3 separate regions of the Sus scrofa genome follow, and regions 2 and 3 are each linked to region 1. The links are chromatin contacts, called in public HiChIP or PLAC-seq maps. All regions are on one chromosome and are shown on one strand. The core of a region is the stretch at or near the end of the contact, and the rest is flanking DNA. Distances in the headings are between cores, read along the strand shown.

Region 1 (4,565 bases), core at 1,432-3,931:
TAGCCACTGGCCTACAGCCAGAGCCACAGCAACGCGGGATCCAAGCCGAGTCTGCGACCTCATGGCAAAGCTGGATCCAAGCCGAGTCTGCGACCTCATGGCAACGCTGGATCCTTAACCCACTGAGCAAGGCCAGGGATCGAACCGACAATCTCATGGTTCCTAGTCAGATTCGTTAACCACTGTGCTACGACGGGAACTCCTCAGAATTTTTTTTTTTAAACTGGGAATGATTTCTTCCAAAGAAATCTTATGCAGAAACTCTATATACAAAGCAAACCGAAGTACATCTAATCTAGGTTAGGAAGTGAATGTGAACCCCTGGTCAACTGGGAAGAAGATATTTTTCTGGGAAGCCTCCAAAAGCAGTTCCACAAAACTCCAGCAGAGCCATTATAAAACTACAGATCTAGTCCAACCTTTTCTCATCTTATATATGAGGAAACCGAGTTCTTCAAAGATTAGATTTCTTGTCCTAAATAACAGAGCAACTGAAGATTAGGAGTAACTGCATGGTTAGTATTAATACTAGTAATGGTGGATGATTTCCAAAGGACTGAATTCTGGGAAAATCTATGTCAACGCAATAATTCCTTATCAGCAAGTATTTTCCTAAACTGCTCTGCTGATTATCTACTTCATATCTACATTCAAAGACATCAACTACTTTCCCCAAATTAATGGCAAATAAATGACTTCAGAGCCTTGTACTCCACTCATTCTGCACACACCATTTCAAGAATCAGAAATTAACTAGCAGCTCCTGATTCCTGAATTTATTAGAAGTCAACCATCCTAGTATGAAAATATTTCCAACTCATGAACTTAAGAAAATATTGGTGATAAATTAAGCATCAAATATACAATTATCTTGTCGTTCCATGTCTCTGTGCACCCAAAGAGCCCACTCCTAATAAACCTTCTTTCTTACCTGGGAATTTGGCTGGAATGCAGCATGGGGTGTTGAGTGTTTCTGTAAATTTTCTAGCATTAGAGCCTGGTATAAAGAAGGGTGAAAATCAGAAACCATAAAAACAAAAACAAAAAACACCCTTCTCCCAATCTCGACATTAAAAACAATCATACACACTTAAACAGTACTCCTTTTCCAGGGACCTAAAAGCCCTTTACTAATATTGTTCTCATTCATCTTCACAAGACCCCTAAAAGTGGCCATGGTCACTGCTCTCAAATGTACAGGTGTGAAATGCAGGCACATAGGGAAAATCAGTGACCTGGCTAGGCAATAAAATCAGTGACAGAACCAGTGCTACAATCCCTATTATCTTCTGCACTTCTGACTAATGTCCCTTCTAAATTTGGCCCTTCACTTCAAATAATTAAATTAGATTCAAAAATACATGAAACCAAAAAGGTTTTGGCCTGAATGAATTACTTGGTCAGTTACCCAGGAACAGGTCTACTTGAGTGAACTTGTATTGTTTCCAAGAGAGTGGCTCCTAGATTTGTCATATTTATAAGAATTTCAAAGAGGAGGCTACCGAACAAAATGACCAAAGATTCTATAAACTGTGGTCTGATCCAATACACATACGAAACTGTCAGCTTCAGTATAAGCAACGGTTTGCCAACGTAACCCTGAGCCAACCCAGCCCGAATTTGTACTATTCGGCCACGTACCCTAACCAGCACTAATTAAAACCGAGATCCTCACCTCCCCTGCGTCTACAAACCTCTACACATCAATCCATTCACCTACCTCTTGACAATCCCACCTTAATGCACAAAACCAGCCTGTCTCACCTCTCTCATCAATATTCACCAAACTCTTATCCACTCAAATTGCTTCTGGAAGCCCTATAAAGTATACACTCCTCCCTAAGCAAGTCCCTTCAAATCAAGGTTTCTCTTCATTTCACCTAATCTAATCAACTAGACTCCCCCCTCCCCCTCCACCGCTCCAATTCTATTCTTTCGGGTAAGGATACCAACCCCATCAACCCCTCCACCCAACTATACCCCTAACTCCGACCCAGCCCAACTCGCCCCCCTCAGGCCAGCAACGCCGATGGTTGTAGTGGGATTTAACTCCTTCCGCAGCGCATGCGCCGAGACCATAGACACAAACAAGGAGGGGGTGGGGGAAGGAGGAAGGAGCTTAAGACACTCTAGGAGAGTAGCGCACACCCTCCCATTTTGGGCTCGCGCCGCTACCGTTAAGGCGGGAACCGGCGCTATCTCCACTCCAGAGCGAGCCTCGCCAACCACCGTGCGCGCGGATCCGGAGGCTCGCGCTGGCGGCCTGAGCTCGCTCGCGCCGAGCCCGGACACTGCGCCTGCGCCGCGACAGAGACTCGGCTCTACCGGGTCTGCTCCCCTCCGACACGCCGGCAACGCAGTCTCCTCACCCCTTTGAGCCGCTTGACCAGGGCACTCTTCTGCCCGCTCTTGGCTAGGCCTCGCTGTTCCAGTGCGGCCTTCAGGTCGGTCACCCGCAGCGCCTGAAGAGGCTTCCCGTCCAGAGTCACCTCCTCCAGCTCCGCCATCTTGCGTGAGGTACTCGGGTCCGTCCCGACGGCTTCGGGCATCTTCGGTAATTTCCGCCAACGCCCTTCGAACGTTCCGAGCTGACCCCGCCCACTGCTAGAGTCAACCCCTCGATTACCACTTAGAATTCCCCGAATTCCTTCGGAACTGCTCGGGTGTTTCCGTCTTCACATCGGCACCAATCGGTTTTCTCCATCCTACCGGCCGCTCCTCCCTCCCTCGTGCTGCTTTCAGAGCTCGGTTCGCTTCGTCTTACCGAGGCTTTGAATCGAATCTGTTCGGAAGCTCTCGACTCTGGCATACCCATAATCGGAGTTATTCGGCTATCTCCGGACCTAAGGATGAGGCGCTAAGGCACTTGGGTGTTTGGGGCTGGTCCGGGACCGGAAGTGCGTGGGTTTCCGGGCTGGCCCTCTTTAGGGTTTTCAGGAAACCGGGAAGCGGCGGCGATGGTAGGATAGCGCTGTTGTGACGGTCTCCGGGTCCTCTGTGAGAGGAAACGGGAGGTAAGCGGGGTAAAAGTACCTCCCTGGGCCGAGTCAGACTCGGTGTTTGCGGGCTAGTCAGTAGGGCAAGCTTCCCATTCCCCTAGGGAAACAGCTGCCACCCCCCCACCCTCCGAAACCCTGCCACTCCCAGCTAAGGCTGTGTTGCTTTTTGGGACCTCGGAATGCTAGGCTCTGTAGCCTCCAAAGTTGACCGTGTCTTTGGACCCGGCTTGTCAACCAATTCATAATCATTGAACTTAAGTTTACCGTGAAAGCCATATCGCAAGACTCGGAAAAAGTTCTCCCTTTCCACGAAATAGAGAAGAAAATTCCCTTAGGAAGAATTGCTTCTTGTAGGGCCACTGTGAAAAAGGCAACGTCACTGGGAATGTTTTGGTACTGAACTGACGTAAATTGCTTCTGGCTTCCTTTTCTTTGTCACTGCAGATACTCCAATTTACAGCGGAAGAAATACAAACAGTAAAATAGGTCACAGACAAGTATTTTAAGGTTTTCATTGTTAGAGATTCAAACTGAGATTTGAAAACAATTCAAGTTGGCTGACCTTCCAGTTGCATTAGTGATGCGGATCAGTGGCAAGGCATCAATAGATATTATATTAAACATGAAAGAAAATTGTTCAGACATGAATTGTCACACATCAACAGCAGTAGAACACTTGTTAGAGCCCTAAACCACCAAACCAACTAGACTTTTTTCGGTCCTGAATAAACAACCACTTGGCTTTTTCTGTTTTTCTTACTTTGTTAATCTTATTTTGGGCAAGGTGCCCTCACTTAATCTGCTCTTTAATTTTTCCTGATGCTTTACAGGAAATAGAGGAAAATAAGGGGGTTATGAAGTTCTTGGCATATTTCAGAGGTTACATGCACATTGCAGAGAAGGCTCTTTCATCATACAGGATGTTTTTCCTTTCTTCTTTTCCCCCACTGTTGATAGCTTTGGAATGATTAGCACCTGAACCTCAACTAACTGCTTGATAAATTTAAAAATATGTACCTTTTTTTTCATTTTAGGCAAGATGTGTTGGACCTATATATTTATTTTGGGGGATAGGGGGTTCCTCAGCATGCAGAAACTCCCAGGCTAGGGATCGAACCTGTGCCCCAGCAGTGCCCATGCCAGATCCTTAACCCCTAGGCCACCAGAGAACTCCCCCCTTTTTTGGTTGGACCTATGTGAATCATTTTTTGTCTTTACTCAACCTGGAACATAGAATTAGAAGGGAAAGAATGAACACAGAATGTGGAATGTTTTGGTTATTTTTAGATTGTTTATAAGAATGATGGAGAGAGGCAGTGGGTTTGAAAAAGAGAGAGAGGAAGGAGTTCCTGTCATGGCACAGAGGTTAACGAATCTGACTAGGAACCATGAGTGAGGGTTCGATCCCTGGCCTTGCTCAGTGGGTTAAGGATCCAGCGTTGCCGTGAGCTGTGGTGTAGGTTGCAGACAAGGCTTGGATCCCAAGTTGCTGTGGCTGTGGCGTAGGCCAGTGGCTACAGCTCCGATTCGACCCCTAGCCTGGGAACATCCATATGCTGCAGGAGC
Region 2 (4,565 bases), core at 1,421-3,920, 400 kb after region 1:
CTGTCTGGGTCCCCTCCCCCAGCCCCTTCCCGTCCCTCTCCGTGCCCTCCAGCGGCAGTCTCCGAGCGCCTCCTCTCCCCTCCGTCTCAAGCTTCCAAAGAGCAAGGAAGAGAAGAAGAGAGAGAGGGAGAGGAGAAAAAAAAACCAACCCAGCAGCATCGGAAATCGATGCACTTACACCTCAGCTGGAAGCAGGGACGGGAGTCGAACCGCGGCCGCCGAGCAGCGCGAGGCGGGGAGGGGAGGGGGTGGCTCTTGGAAGGGACTTCTCCGATGTGTTGATTCCTTTTTTTCCCCTCCTCCTCCCTCCCTCCAGCGCTCACTCCGGGGCGTCGGGGACGGAGAAGGAAAAAAATAAATAAATAAATTCACGGCGGTGAGGGAAGTGAAGGAAAATAATCAATGCTATTTGGCTGCGGCTGAAGTGTTTTCCCGGCTTCGTGAGGGGGTTTCCATTGATTCACCCTGGGCACTCGCTCGCTCCCTGCCTCCTCCTCCTCCTTTTCCTCCTCCTCCTCGCCCTCCTCCTCCTCCTCCTCGCCCTCACTCCTCCGCCTCATTCACTGGCTGGAGACGAGGCGTCCCACACAATGGAATAATCAATACCCAGGCGCCCGGGGCGGCCCCACTGAGCAGGTGCAGCGGCCCACCCGCCGCGGTGTATGCCGGGAGTTGTAGTCACTTGGCTCCTGCCCGCCCACCGCCCTAGAGCGTGGTGTCCGCATGCCTTCGTGGACCGTGTGAGGGACCTGAGGCCTGAAGTAAGGTAGGCCAGCAGTCCTGGCCACCTGCTCGACTCTGTCAGTGCTTGGAGGAGATTGAAGCTCCTAGGGACTCAGAATAATTGCTATGGAGGATAAGATTCTAGCACCTAACAGGAAGGAAGGGGAACTAACAAGGCAAAAAAAGAGTGGGAAAAATAGAGAGAGGCCTCTGATGGCTCTGGGAAGCTGGTAGAAGCCAAGTCTCGTTATGGAACTGATTTAAAGCAAAATAACAAAACACATGACTGCTGTAGGCAAAAGGAGGAGAAGATGGGAAAGTGTTAAAGGATCCTGCCCTTCTTGGTGGCACTGGCTTGGAGCTGGCACCATAGTACCCAGAGTTGGGGGAGAGGGAGGGGAGGTTCTGGCTCCCCATTCTCATCTTATCACCTCATAAGCTTTCCTGTATTCTAATAATGATAACTGCTAAAATGTATTGAGTGCATAAGCACAGTTCCAGGCACTTTTGCATATATAAACTTACTTAATCTACTTCTACAGTTGATGAAACCAGGACACAAACAAGCTAACTAATTGCCCCAAGGTCACAAAGCCAATAAGTGAACATCATTCATGCCAGATTTCAAAAAAAAAATTTTTTTTGGCTGTGTCTGTGGCATGTGGCTGCTAGATTCTGGGATCAAGCCTGTACCACAGTAGTGACCCAAGCTGCAGCAGTGCGGCAGTGACAATGCCCAGTCTGTAACTGCTAGGCCACCAGGGAATTCCCAGGATTCAAAAATATTTTTCTTTCTTTTTTGGGACCACACCTATGGCATATGGAGGTTCCCAGGTTAGGGGTGGAATTGGAGCTGCAGCTGCCAGCCTGTGCCACAGCAACACCAGATCCGAGGCTTGTCCTTGAACTACACTGTAGCTCGCGGCAGTGCTGGATCCTTAACCCCCTGAGTGAGGCCAGGGGTAGAACCGGCATCCTCATGGATACTAGTCCGGCTCTTAACCTGCTGAGCCACTCTTAATGGTTTCATTCCAGAGCCCACACTGGCTGCTATAGCCTAATTCCCTTAAAAGAAAAATATCTTGGGGAGTTCACAGGAAAAAAGGAGAAAGAAACTAACATTTTGAATCTCTGTGGTGTGACAGTTTGTCCTTGACCCCTCACACTTAACTGTGAAACAGCCCATATTTTACCAAAGAGAAAACAGGTTTAAGGAGGCGAAGTAGCTTGCCCATTGCCCAACACCAATAAAGTGAAGATGGGAGTTGTCAACTCCAGGTCTATCCAGCTTTAGAGTCTGGTCTTTTCTTTTCCTTAAACTTACGCCTCAGCCCCACTGGATTGGACCTTATAACTCTGGGCGGGGGGGGGGGGGGGAGAGATTACGTCTTCCCCTGAGCAACAAAACCGAAAAGCAAAGTACAGATGACAAGCAGACCAGCAAAAGGAATTAGGGGCTGAGGTTGCTCCCCTCCCTGCCCATTGGTGCCCATCATAGGGTGGGGTGTGGGGGGGTATGCATCCAAGACACTCTAAGTTGAAGATGCCATGTCTATAAACTGGTGTCCTCCCCACAGTACCTCCCACAGGTCACATGTTTCTAGAAACATACTGGGGAGGGCAGGTGCCCACCCTAGCACTTCTCACTCATCATAAGAGGGAGCCCAGGAGTTGACAAGAGCTGCTGCTGTTCCTCCTCAAACTACCTTACCCAAGAGTCAGACATACAGTTGATGCTTCCAGGTAACCATAGTCCCAGTAAGGAGTAAGGAGAAGGAGTCTTTTCTATTTTTTGGAACCGGTGGGGGGCGGTGGTAAGCAGCTTGATATGGGAGTAAGCAGCCTGGTCCTCCCAAACCAGGAATTGAAACCAGGCTGCAGTGGTGAAAGCCCCAAATCCTAATCACTAGACCACCAGGGAACTCCTTAGCCTTCTCTATTTTGTCTCCCAAAGCAGTCGAAGGGCCATTTTCAGGTCTTCCAGTGTTTTTATTTTCTAAATTTACTTCTCTCTGCCCCATGATATGTGTAAATTCCCAGGCCAGAGATCAAACTACTCCACAGCAGCAACCTTAGCTGCTGCAGTGACTACGACAGATCCTTAACCTGTGTTTTAAGTGAACATGAATATTTCTATTCCTGACAAAGCCTGCTCAGTAGCAACTGGAAACTCAATGACAAACTCCTCAGTTGGGCACTCAAGGCCTTTTCCAACCCGCTCCTTCATTTCTTTCCTTTACCCAATGGCCAGATGCTCTCCAGCTTCTGGGCTATTGCTTACACTGTTCCTAGCTCCATCTAGGTCTCCAACCGTTGAAATCCCATCATGAGTTTAGTTTTCATCCAATAATATCTCTTCCTCCTCCTATGAAGTCTCCCACCCACCCTTATCCTGAACATTCATGGGGATGTATTATTTCCCCTTTAAAACTCCAGAGTGGCTAAACTGGTCTCAGTTATCTTCCCCTCACACCCAGCTCATTGCCATTGGCCTGCACTTAGTAGGCCATGGTAATAGTCAATAAAATACCTGCTGACAGAGAGTGAGTGGCTTCTATTCCAGCCCCATCTGCCTACAGAGTGAGGGGTTTGGACACAGGACTGGGGCCTCAGCTCCTTTCGCACCCGTCTCTCCCCACCAGCCCCAGCTCAACTTTACGTAGAGTCTGGCTGGCTTTAATCGCAGCTTTCCTGTCACTATAGCGACGGGTGGGGCAAGAAAGCAAAGTCTCGCTATGGAACTACATCTCCCATCATGCACCTGAACCCCAAGGTGCTGGGCTCAGCCTGCGGCCTGAGACCCATATGTTACCCCTTCTCCCCACATCCCCGCCCCGGGAGCCCCGAGGGCTCTGGGATGAGGAGCAGAGCGCGGGAGTACCACCTCGCTCCTTGCTCACCGCGGAGGTTGCGGCCCCTCGTAACCTAGCGGGTATCTCGGGCCCTGGCCTGCCTTCGGCACCGCCACATCGGGCCTAACATGGCCGCTTATACCGGGACCTCCCCCGTGTGCAGAGCGCCGGCCGAGGTCCTGGGCCAGGATCTGCTCCCGGCATTCCTCGCGTGCGTGGCGTGGCCTCCCTTCTCTCTTCTCCAGGTCCCGCGAGAGGGAGACTCTGGCGCGTTCAGGTGAGACCCGAAGCTCCGCTGGCTAGTCCTATGGGGAGGTCGGGCTGAGTCTTCCCAGGTAGTGAGCCGCCGACCTCCCAGAGTAGCGAGGTATAGAGGGGGCGCATTGAAAGGACATCCGCTACAAGGCTTGCTTTCTAGGGAGCCTTTTGGATTGAGGACATCATTAGCAGTGGAAGGGGTCTAACCCCAGACCTATACCTGTTGCTGAGCCTTAAAACATCAGACAGAGAAGGCCATCCATCACAGAGGCAGGGAGAAAGGGCCCCCAACAGAGAGCCTTGGGACAGTGTGTGCGACTCACAGGTTCTTGGGGAGGGGGGAAGGAAATGGGTTATTTGGGAGCTCAGTAATGTTTGTTGATGGACTGATTGCAGGTAACATGGCCTTGGGCCTGATTGAAGTGGAACGAAAGTTCCTTCCCGGGCCCGGCATAGAGGAGCGGCTGCAGGAGTTGGGAGGTATCCTGGAGCACCGAATCACCTTCCGAGACAGCTACTATGATACCCCTGAGCTGAGCCTCATGCGGTCTGACCACTGGCTGCGACAGCGAGAGGGTAGTGGATGGCAGCTCAAATATGCTGGGGCAGCAAGTGTCTCAGAACCCTGCACTAAGTACACGGAGCTCACAGCTAAGTCTGCAATTGTGGCCCAGCTCTGTGAGGTGCTGAGGGCTGAGGTCCCCAGGGCTGGGGGTGTGGCTGCTGTGCTGG
Region 3 (4,565 bases), core at 1,075-3,574, 320 kb after region 1:
AATAGCTGAAAAGTGAGTATTAACCCAAATGCCAATTAACTGATGAATGCAAAAATAAAATGTGGTATATCTGTACAATGAAATTTTAGCAACAGAAAGGAATAAAGTACTGATACCATGTTACAACATGTATGAACATTGGAAACATGCTGAGCAAATGCAGCCAGTCATAAAAGATCACGTATTCTATTATTCCATTTTTATGAAATATCCTGAATAGGCAAATCTATAGGAAAACACAAAGACTGATGGTTGCTTAGGGCTGGGTGGGGGTGGGCATGGTGGTTGAGGGGAAAGGGAGAATAACTGCTAATGGGTACTTTTTTAGGGGGTGATAAAAATGTTCTAAAACTGTGATATTTGCCCAACTCAAAATCATTGAATTATATTCTTTAAATGGGTAAATCAGTTGGCATGTGTATTAAATCTCAATAGAGCCGTTAAAAAATTGTTCAGTATGTATGTGCTAATGTTATGAATGATTGCCAGTTCATGTAACTGTTGAAATAGAAAACAATAAATTTAATGATCTTGTGTTCTTTGCCAATAGGTTGAGTCCTGGGAGGAGTTCTATGAAGATTTACTGTATTATTAACTCCAAGATTTTCCTGTAACAAAAGGAATGGTGGACAAGTATTTAATAATTAAAACCAAAACAAGGCAGTGTAGTTTTTGTCACTGATTTCATAATGCATGTAATCAGAATTCCAAGAAAAGGAAAGGCTTGTGACCTAATTAGACAAACATGAGATTTTCGTTGAAATGGAAAATTTTCATAATACATTCCTGATAAACAGCACAAAAACTATTCGTTAATTGACTAAGTAGGCTGTCAAGGAACCCTGAGCTTCCATGCTGTTTCTGAGAAGCAAATAAAAGCTAGAGGCAAAAGCCTGGGGACTGGATACTTAGCCCTTGCCTTCTTCCTGAGCCCAGCAAGATATTTAGAGACCAGGATTTTTCTACCCTGGTTGCTGAGATATGGAAGCTATTCCTTGCTTAATTCCAGAAGATGGTTCCAAGTCAAAGAAATCACTTTTCCAGTCTTAGGTCAGCTCCACAGTTGCAGGTAAAATTCAAGACCATGATTCTCCCCTGTGGTGCTTATTTCCCAAGGCAGACCATGGAACTATTAATGCCCATCCAGTTGATTTTATCAGCCTGTAAGATGTGGGAGTGAGATGACATTTTTCCAAGTATTTCGAAGGGTTCCTTTAATGGCTCCGCAGTAATGAGCCCTACTTCAGTATCCATGAGGATGCGGTTCCATCCCGGGCCTCGCTCAGTGGGTTGCCCTGAGCTGTGATATGGGTCTCAGACGCGGGCTTGGATCTGGCATTGCTGTGGTGTAGGCCAGTGGCTACAGCTCCGATACGACCCCCAGCATGGGAACTTCCATATGCCCCGGGTGTGGCCCTAAAAAGACAAAAAAAAAAAAAAAAAAAAGAAAGAAAGAAAGAAAAAGAAGCATTTGAAAATCTTTCAAAGAAAAGATGAGGCAAAACATGGTGAAATTCCATGCATAGGCTGAGTTTGCACCAGGTTCTTCAGGGACCCCTGTGACCAGGGGAAAATCTCCTAACTCTGAACTGCCTTCCTCAATTGTTAAACGTCTTCCTCTTCATCTCCCCAAACTGGTAGGAGGAGTGTTGGGGCAGCACCCATGGTATCTTTACACAGTGCCCCCAAGTGCGCAGGAAGCAGGTGAGTGACCTTATTGTACGTGTCTAAACTCTGGCTCTGGGCTTCTCTGGGCCAAACTCTCGTACGTCCAGATGAAAAATGCTCAGATATGGAAGGATTTCTCCAAGATCACACAAAGGCCTTGCGGGTCTGTGAGGTGTCTGGCAAGGCCTACATTGGAACAGCCGCTTGGAATGGCGGTTCCATAAGTGGCCACCTTCTTAGACCAAAGCCAAGGCCTGTCACCTAGCGGCGGATTCTGACAAAGCAACGGAAACATCGGGAAAAGAGTCCGGGTACTGCGGCATTCAGGAGCCAATACGCTCTCAGCTCGCGCAACTAACTCCTTTTTTTATTGGACCTTTCCAACAGTCAATCAATCACTTTCTCAGTTTTTATTGGCTTAGCTCCAATCAGTCTACTCAATCTACGAATCAAACGCTTCTTTCCAAGAGCATCTTTAAGTGGTGAGAGCACCTCCTAAGTCTGACGAATTTAGCCAGTTCTTCTATTTCATTGGCCGGTCCCGGCCCTTCCTCTCGTACATCCTGTTCGGGCCGGAAGTAAGAGAGCCCCCATTCCTATTGGCTTAGATTTGCAAGCCAGTTAAGTCCATCAAGACATCAGCTCTCAGGAAGTACGGTTCCGGAAGGGGCGGGTTTTGTGAAGATGGCGGCGCCGGTAAGTGTCGTGTGTATCCTTCCTAGGCTTGCTGTTGTGGACGTTTCTTTTCCCCGCAGTGGTTTGAGGCAAATTATTGACGCGAGGGAAGCGTGGTGATGAAAGTTGCTTCAGGGAGGCGTTCTTCCTGCCACAGCGGGACAAAAACAGTAATAGGGAGACGGGGTTGGGGGTTACAGCTTCTTTCCAGTAACGTGAGGGGCCGGCCGGCTGTGAGGCGAGGCTGCTTGTATACCACAGTGAGAAGGCAGGAAGTCTGGGATGTTTGAAGGAGAGAGGGGACTTTTCCACCACAGACGTCAGGTCTTATAATCCTAAGGAAAGAATGGCTTTTCTTTTTTCTCCCTTCGGTAGGAGGTGCTGGAGTCGGACCTGCCAAATGCTGTGGCACTTTTGAAAAACCTTCAGGAACAGGTGAGTAATGGCACCCCTTTGGAATAGATTAGTATTAGTCACTGATGAGCTTTGACTTTGTGTGCCTCACTTCTAAACTTTGGTGATTTGGGAGCGTATGTTTGAATAACCAAATACCATAAGAGCAAAATGATTTAATGCAAACCTTTTCAGGCTACAATGAAAAGTAATTGATTTCTGCCTCTGAAAGAATACAAAAACTCCAGGAAAAAAGCAAATGAATCAGTTTCTTTTGTTCTTATAGCTAAGGAAACTGAGAGAGGTGATATAGTTTACCATTTGAGTGCCCAGATAATATACTTTTATATAATTCTATGTATTTAAAGTTCAGTCTGTACAAAGCTACAGTGTTCTCATCCCTTTCCCATGGTTTGGTAAGATGGTCTCTTTACCTTTTTAAAGAAGTAGAAAGTTTTTTCTGTCTTTTGAAGAAGTATCAAAAGCTGTTTCTTCTGTTTTCCCAGAACTGAAAATAAGAGAGTGATGTACTTTAGGCAGTGTTCCAGATAGTTTTTAGGTGGCATTGTTTAGCTTTTGCCCTTCACAGCTCACAGAGATGACCTGATGTATTCTAGTCAGTTGTTTTGTTTGGATTAATTTCAGGTGATAGCTGTCACTGCACAAGTGCAAGCCCTGACCAAAAAAGTTCAAGCTAAGGCCTTTCCTACAGAAAAGGTAAGACAATTGAAGAGCAAGCATCCTTTGACTTGATGGTTTTTGTTTTGTTTTGTTTTTACATCTGCACCTGGGCATATGGATGTTCCTGGGCCAGGGGTTATATTGGAGCTACAGCTGGGGCCTAAGGCATAGCCATGACAACACCAGATCCTTAACCAACTGAGCAAGGCCAGGGATCAAACCCACATCCTCACAGAGACAGTGTTGGGTCCTTAACCCACTGAACCACAATGGGAACTCCTGACCTGATGTTCTCAGCAGTTCTTTCCATTGTAGATTAATGAGTATCTTTTGTGTCCTAAGTGCTGGAGCTTCGAAGATGAGTAAAATCCAGTTTCTGTGCTGAAGTCTAGTAGAGGAGGCAGGTGAAAGCAATAGGTATAAGCGGTAGCAGTCATGTTGACTCATGATGAGCGGCTGTGCAGGCTGAGGAGTGAGGTTAAATAATTACCAGAGGAGCAAAGGAAGTTAGGGCGTTTCAAAAGAGGTAATGGAATTGTGAGAAATAAATGGGAGTCAGAGGGACAGAAAGAAACAACGTGTGCAAATTTACAAAGACGTAAAAGCATGGTGATATTCTGGGAAAGGAGGTAAGTCATGTAGGGTGGTTGGCTGTACATTTTGTGTGTGTTGGGGTGGAAAGGGTAAGAAAATAAAACTGGAAGAGTAGTCATTTTGTGTAAAGTGCTTTGTAAGCCAACTGAGGAGTTACTGTTGTATTTCATTTAATTTAAAATACTGTTAATTGGGGATATATCACTTAATATATTAAGAAAAAAATGCTGCTCTTTAATCTATGCCATAATGCTAAGATATCATTGATTTAAAGATGTATCCTGACTTCAGGGATGTCAAAATGTCAAGATGATGTGTATCTTAAAATTAAATATGGTAGTTTTCAAATTTAGATCTTGTAGAACCTTCTCAGGGAATCACTGGGTACGGGGCAATATAGAAGGTCTCTGGATCCCTCATACCTGCTTGAACTGGAAAATTTGGGTGTTACCTATTTTGTGTATTGAGCTTTCTCCTAAAATATTTAAGCAAAATATTCAACAGAAATATGAAAATCATTATCATTAATAAAAATCATTGATGGATTTTTAAGC

Evidence for each region. HiChIP or PLAC-seq counts read pairs in DNA pulled down with a chosen protein or histone mark.
Region 2: a contact with region 1 is called in an H3K27ac HiChIP or PLAC-seq map of alveolar macrophages. The contact joins the promoter of THTPA here to the promoter of ACIN1 in region 1. A contact is called at or near these places in 1 of 5 promoter capture datasets (liver) and 1 of 2 datasets of contacts at active chromatin or transcription factors (alveolar macrophages).
Region 3: an H3K27ac HiChIP or PLAC-seq map of alveolar macrophages shows a contact between it and region 1. The contact joins the promoter of NGDN here to the promoter of ACIN1 in region 1. A contact is called at or near these places in 1 of 5 promoter capture datasets (fetal skeletal muscle) and 1 of 2 datasets of contacts at active chromatin or transcription factors (alveolar macrophages).

What each region holds. Positions count from the first base shown.
Region 1 is chr7:75,949,319-75,953,883 of Sscrofa11.1, reverse strand. ACIN1 (apoptotic chromatin condensation inducer in the nucleus) reads right to left here and starts at 2,681. Exons shown (of 19, transcript XM_021099243.1): 1 at 2,370-2,681; 2 at 932-997. The coding sequence starts at 2,549. C7H14orf119 reads left to right here and starts at 2,837. Exons shown (of 2, transcript XM_003128551.4): 1 at 2,837-3,014.
Region 2 is chr7:75,551,826-75,556,390 of Sscrofa11.1, reverse strand. It overlaps THTPA (thiamine-triphosphatase), which reads left to right and starts at 2,670. Exons shown (of 3, transcript XM_001928723.7): 1 at 2,670-3,852; 2 at 4,230-4,565. The coding sequence starts at 4,235. ZFHX2 (zinc finger homeobox protein 2) reads right to left here and starts at 1,515. Exons shown (of 11, transcript XM_021099229.1): 1 at 179-1,515.
Region 3 is chr7:75,627,206-75,631,770 of Sscrofa11.1, reverse strand. It overlaps NGDN (neuroguidin), which reads left to right and starts at 2,324. Exons shown (of 11, transcript NM_001244788.1): 1 at 2,324-2,364; 2 at 2,719-2,778; 3 at 3,382-3,453. The coding sequence starts at 2,353.